Regions from separate parts of the Danio rerio genome. Here region 1 is linked to region 2. The links are chromatin contacts, called in public HiChIP or PLAC-seq maps. All regions are on one chromosome and are shown on one strand. Each heading gives the region's core, a stretch centred on a gene start, on an enhancer-like site or on the middle of the called end of the contact. The rest is flanking DNA. Distances are from core to core; before and after follow the strand shown.

What was found. HiChIP or PLAC-seq counts read pairs in DNA pulled down with a chosen protein or histone mark.
Region 1: a contact with region 2 is called in an H3K4me3 HiChIP or PLAC-seq map of embryo, with 7 times the contacts expected there. The contact joins the promoter of cmasa here to the promoter of nuak1a in region 2. A contact is called at or near these places in 1 of 18 Hi-C or Micro-C datasets (an unstated tissue) and 1 of 4 datasets of contacts at active chromatin or transcription factors (embryo).

What each region holds. Positions count from the first base shown.
Region 1 is chr4:15,308,064-15,311,481 of GRCz12tu, reverse strand. It overlaps cmasa (cytidine monophosphate N-acetylneuraminic acid synthetase a), which reads right to left and starts at 2,029. Exons shown (of 8, transcript NM_001040252.2): 1 at 1,627-2,029; 2 at 1,393-1,535; 3 at 370-525; 4 at 36-169. The coding sequence starts at 1,844. LOC141381604 (a long non-coding RNA gene) reads left to right here and starts at 753. Exons shown (of 5, transcript XR_012402012.1): 1 at 753-871.
Region 2 is chr4:14,941,290-14,944,608 of GRCz12tu, reverse strand. It overlaps nuak1a (NUAK family, SNF1-like kinase, 1a), which reads right to left and starts at 1,995. Exons shown (of 7, transcript XM_684974.10): 1 at 1,498-1,995. The coding sequence starts at 1,731. The region is part of intron 2 of LOC137491394 (a long non-coding RNA gene); the gene reads left to right.

The DNA of each region.
Region 1 (3,418 bases), core at 780-3,279, 370 kb before region 2:
GGTCACTTTGCGGATTATAAAGCCCAAAATATTACCTGAAGAAGCCCTTGTTCTATGAGCTCTTTCTTTGCGAAGTAAAAAGAGCCATTTTCACACAGTTCTCCACTCCAGTCCTGACGCCGCGGCCTGCAAGCTGGGTTCAGGTTCATCGGTTCAGTGCTGCAATCTCCTGAAAATAGCAGTTTTGGGTGTTCAAGAATGGTTATAGACATTTAATAATTTTGTAATATTGTTTTACTGCCACTTTAGACCAATTTAATGCATTCATGTTAAATCATTTGTTTTTTAACAAGATTAATGACAGAAAACTAACTTTAAGCCTTCTAATGATCTTACAATAGACATTTATGTTACAGCACTTAAACTAACCTCCTTTCTCAACCTCTTTCCATCGAAAATTGTGCCTGCGGACCACAGAGAAGACTGAATCGTACCCTTGTTTCGTTATGAGTTCCACAGCCTCTGTGAGATGTTTTGGGTGCAAACACGGAGACGTGGCCTGGATGTTACAGATAACATCCACCTCTGTAAAACAACATTAGATTAAAGTCAACCCCACTGCCATGCTTATGTTTCACTGTTAGCCATCTGCTATTTATTACATTTTTATTAACTCTGCTAAAAGTTAGAGGTGACCCACAGTGTTGTACTTTAGAAAACAGAATATATATGTCAGTGCATCACTAGGAGCCACAGATATTACATTTGTTTTGTCTGTGTATATATAAATATTGTTGTTTTTTTACTTACAGCCTGCTTGTAGCCTGTGAATTGCATTCTATCAGCAAGGACAACGATTTCAGACAAAATAAACTACGTCAATGTTCTACTGAACGGGGGAAAAGTCAACTACATCTTGTTTGGCTTGAGGGTAAGCAATTTAACACCAGCTTTTTTATTTTTGGAGACATATCCAATAAAGTATCTATTACATCCTTTATAATCAAAAACAAACAACAGAGTAGTCATTCAAATAGACTTTTAGACATTTTATTTAGCAAAACGTGACACTTGATGATCCGTTTGCACGTTGTTTAGAGAATTACACACAAGCATACTTAAAACAATATTTCTTTCCAAATGCATTGAACTTTCAATGCAAAAAAAAAACTGCAGTTGTAAATATTATTATAATTACTCTTTAAAATTATTCATCAGAATTGGGAAAATGCACGTTGTTTTGATTTTCGTCCTCATAAGGCATATAATAGCCACTGCATCCTGATGTGCAATGCAAAGAATGGCACAACTTTAACCTCGTTTATGTGGCTCAGATCCGGTTGGTCTGTTTGTTCAACCAACAAGCAAGCAGAGGACGCACAAGTTTCACAAGCTGTAGATACACCCCTATAGAGAATTAGCAATGGAATTTGACTGCAAAAGATTTACAACCTCGGTGCTGTCTGCTGAACTCCCGAATGGTGTCCAGTGAGCTGGAGGAGTCCTGGGACACTTCTGGGCTCCTCTTGTGCACCTTTGCACCCCAAGCCAAGGCCACTTTGGCGATCTCTTCGTGATCAGTAGACACCCAAACACTGCAAAAGCAGGCATAAGAGACAATACTGCAAATATTTCAAAAGCAACCATACAGATATATATATGGATGCTGACGTCACACAGCACGACCTGTTAAAGACATTGGAGTCCACAGCCGCTCTGATCACCCATCCGATCAGGGGAACCCCTGCAAGCATCTTAATGTTCTTCAGGGGGATTCCTTTACTCCCTCCACGGGCCAGAATAAGAGCAGAGATGTGTCTGGATTTTCTTCGTTTTGGGCTGGTACTGTTCCCATGACTGTCGTCCTTCATAGCGCGTTTACCGTTTTCATTTACTGCGTCCATTACTGTTTCCAGCCAATTAATATTTCCACACGTAGTGCGAACGATTGGGTTGATTAAAAAAGGTTCCTCCAATTATTCAGACTCGAACTACAGGGCGTTTATTTCATTCTGATGTAATTATCTTCTCAAATAAACCATAAAAGCTGGCAATAGACCACGTCTCAAGTTTGTCACGCCTGTAACGTAACCGTAGTGACTAAACTAACACGCGCACTGGATTTTTAATCCGTCTCTTAGACGGTTCAATAGTGAACAATTGTATAATCGGGTCATTTGACTGAGCTTAATCGAGTTTGTATATGTAAACAGTGAATAGTAAACAATTAACAGAGTTTAAACATTTTTTTAATTAGAGTGTAAAAGGTACTGCGCACAATTATGGTTGTTTACGGGACTTCCGTACAACCCGGAAATCACACTCTAAAATAAACAATCTGCAGTCAAAGCAATAAAACTGTTCATTTTATTGATATAAGTAATTACAATCAGACACAGGCTGTATTGTTGACGGTGTACTGGCATTATGTGTGCTTTATTAACAATAACACAGTTTAAAGGACATTGAAAAATGTGGCGTTTTCAACTAAGAGTTACCAAATAACAAACTGCTTCAAAACTTTTACTCGCAGTTAAATTCAAATTATTTATTTTAACGTGTATTTGTTTGGCACATTTTGCTCAAACAGTTTTAACTCGGTTTAAAATATAAAAGTATACTGTAATAAAAACATTTTTACATTTCGCACATCAAAAGTAAAAAAATATATAATCACAGTTACATCTATTCATCTATATATATATATATATATATATATATATATATATATATATATATATATATATATATACATACAGTTGAAGTCAGAATTATTTGCCACCTTTGAATTTATTTTTTCTTTCTTTTTTAAATATTCCCCAAATGATGTTTAACAGAGCAAGGAAGTTTTCACAGTATTTCCTATATTATTATTATTTCTTCTGGAGAAAGTCCTATTTGTTTTATTTCGGCTAGAATAAAAGCAGTTTTACATTTTTAAAAACCCATTTTAAAGTCAAAATTATTAGCCCCTTTAAGCTGTATTTTTTTATCAACAGTTTACAGAACAAACCATCGATATACAATAACTTTCCTAATCACCCTAACCTGACTAGTTAACCTAATTAACCTAGTTAAGCATTTTAATGTCACTTTAAGCTGTATAGAAGTGTCTTGAAAAATATCTAGTGAATATTATTTACTGACATCATGTCAAAGATAAAATAAATCAGTTATTAGAGATGAGTTTTATATATATATATATATATATATATATATATATATATATATATATATATATATATATATATATATATATATACATGCACTGTGTTAATATAAAGGAAAACTATAAATAAATGTAACATGCACACATTAAGACAAATACATAAATTTCAAACGTTTTTAATATTTGCAGTTCATTTCGCCATGGCTACTCCTAATTAATAAAAGGATAAAGCCAAAAATGAATAAATGAATCTTTTTTTATATTGTACAAGACCTGTATATACTGTATATCCCCAACAGATCTCACCTC
Region 2 (3,319 bases), core at 746-3,245:
TTGCTGCTGCCAAAATCATCACCACACAAACACTTAAGTTTATCTGCGCCCTTCAGATTTAGAGTTTGCCATAGGACAATGAAAAAACAACCCGCTGCATTGGTCTCTAAAGAACGCATGTAATGTGTCTGTCTAGTCAAGCGTTGTTAATTCTGCGGAAATACTCATAAGTGGTTCCTTATTAGGTTACCAGGTCCCGGACGTGACTCTGTGCGCATCCTGTGCTCGAGCAGCTGTTGACATCAGGCCACGTTTTGATTTCTCGCCCACAGAACTGACCCACTATAGGTCCATTTCTGTCCCACTCAAGATGCAGATCTGTCTCGGGATTAATGCGCTGACCTAGTTCCAAAGCAGAAGTGGTTTATCCTACTTTTTTCCCCACTTATCTTCCTCTACAGATGTTGTGCATTTCTTAGGGATGTTGGCGAGTTGAGCGTGATCTGTAAAGGAGCTTAGCTTTACATAGGTCTCGTGATTTTGAAACCTCTGACCTGCTCAACTCCTGGATGACCTAATTGAGCTGACCCCTGTTACTGAGGGACGGAAGACAGCACTTGCCTTGTGAAATTGCGCATGTAATGATGGCCATTAACGGCGCATTTGCTTTCACCAACATTTCAAAGGAATGTTTAATCAGGTCAACTGATAAAGAGTGAAACTTATCTAACGAAAGGCAAATCCCTAATTCTCTTTTAAACTTATGTCATTCAATCCCACTCATGCTGTTCTAAACCCATAAGAAGTTTTGGGTGAACTTTCAGTGGAGGAATAAAAATGTTTTGCTCTGAAACTCCTGAAAATGTTCTGAAGATAAACAAATTATCAACCTTGAATGGCATTTAAGTGAGTAAATAATGAAAAAGCTATGGGGTAACCTCTTAAACCCCTTACATCCCATAAATAGGTTCTATTGATGTTAAAAGTCCTTCATGAAATCATTGATAAAGAGATTTTAATTTTAATTGTGGAATCTTCATTTAATTCTATTGTTATATAGTGAAATTTAAATGGAGATCCCATACTTAAAATGAAAGGGTCTCAATGGTTTCTTAAAGAAACTTTAACATCCATGAAAACTATTTATAACTACAAATGTTTCTTTATATGCAGTGAAAATTAAAGGTCATTTAGATTATGTAATTGTTCTTGTTTTGAATAATTTTCACCAAAATGTTTTTAGCAGAGCCAGAAAAGTTGATTTTATGGCTTCACTGTCGAAGTTCCTCCTTTGTTCTTACTGACACCTTTTATATGTATATTAGGAGATAAAATCATTTTCTCACAAACATTTAATTTCAGAAATCACAAGACTTCAAGAAAGATTTCAAGAAAGGCATGGTTTGCATAAACATAAAGCTCCTGATGTAATGTTTATTTATCTTAAATAATGTTAGGGAAAGCATCTGTGACAACATTAATACCAGTTTAATAGTTCTAAGTGGGTTCCTTAACCACAAAACGCAAATTTTAAGTAATGTAAGATGGTCAGCTCACCACTCGTCCAGTGTGCCTCTCTATGGCTTTCTTCACTTTTCCATATGTTCCTCTCCCGAGGGTCTCGAGCAGCTCGTAGCGGTGCTTCAGGTTGTGTTTATGGTGATGTTTCTTGACGCTGGACCCTCTCCGCACACCGAGAGAGGCTGGCATCTCTCCTCCCGGAAAGTCCACCGGTAGAAGATCACTTTCGTTTGCTCCGTTACTCCCCAACTGGGACGATTCAGTCTCCATGGTCTCAGGGATGCTCGGTAAATTTTAAAATCGGCGGTGAGCCGCTAGATAAACTCCCAGATATCCCGAACTGACTGTTCAGTCGTCAATTAAGCTATAGGGATGCGTCTGAAAGGAGAGAGACGCGTCAGTCATTCGCTCTGTGTCAGGATGCGCTCTTCTCGCCTCTGGCAGCTCAAATATGCGCGAGCGACTCCATGCTTCAGCCGTCCATCCCACCGCCGGCGCGTGTCCCTCCTCCCTCCGCTTCCCTTTCTCCAGAGTAAAATCTACAGGAATCAAGAATGCAGCATGCATGAAGCCGGAGGCGGAGTTATAGGTGCAGGTCTCTCACTCTCCTTCTCTCTCTCTCTCTCTGATGGAATAATGGCGTAATGTAGAACATTTAACTGAATTTTTGTCTTTGCTTTTCCTTAATCACTTTCTCTCAACTACTGTACTCTTGAGTTTAATGCGTTTTATTGGCATGACGAGTAGATTAAGTTGACTTTTTTTTTTTTAGGACTAAAGAATTTCCAGTTGCATTAAATGTGCATACCTTATACTGTTGCGTGAATGGCATAGTTATTAATGTATATGAAAATATTAACCATATCACAAAATGTTTTGGTTAGGTACAATAACTTGCAACACAGTAAATAAATAAATAAATAAATAAATAAATAAATAAATAAACAAACAAATAAATAAATAAATAAATAAATAAATGCGTAAATGTGACCTTGAATGAGATAAGATTTTTTTTACCAAAGTGAAATATTATTCACTTAAATAAAAAATTTGTTTGTTTTGAAGAAAAAGTGTTTAAATAAATATAAATTTCCCTAATAGATTTTTTTATTTAACATTTAAACCCATTTATTTATTTTGTTCCTAATTACTTTTTAAATCAATAATTAAATGTTTGTGTATTTGTTTGTTTTATTATTTAACTATTACATTTGTTTTAAAAAAATGCATTAAATCAAATATTTGCTTGGTTGGTTGGTTGGTTGGTTGGTTTGTTTTACTAAAATTTTTAAATACAAAAAGTACATTTTAATAATAACAAAAACAATAATACCAATAGTAATAATAATAACAAGACCCAAAAATGAGTATTCTGTCATCATTTACTCGCATTTTCTTATTAGGGTAAGCTATTCATTTATTGCACTATGGAACATTTCTGCAATATTTCTCTCTGAGTACATCTGTCAAGTGCAGCTCTCTAGGCTGATGTTGAATGGTTTAATGCATTGTGCAGGTGTCTTTTAAAATAAGGAATGAAGCACTGGTTAGCATTTCCTTGAAATCTGCTAGACATAGCATCATTTCCCGAATGCCTTATTGTTGTTCCTCTGTAGTCCGCTGTTTGTTTCTGCTTGTGTTGTGATCCTAAACTTTGGTCATGCTCTCAGAATAGCAAGCAAACATTATGCAGGAGTAATGTATGGCTCAACAGCGCCCTCTAGCAAAAACACAATATGTGCACAATCATCACAACCTAAGACTACTAGGATGTACTGCCATCATTTGGAGGGTTTAAAGTGATACTAAATCAGTATCTATCTATCTATCTATCTATCTATCTATCTATCTATCTATC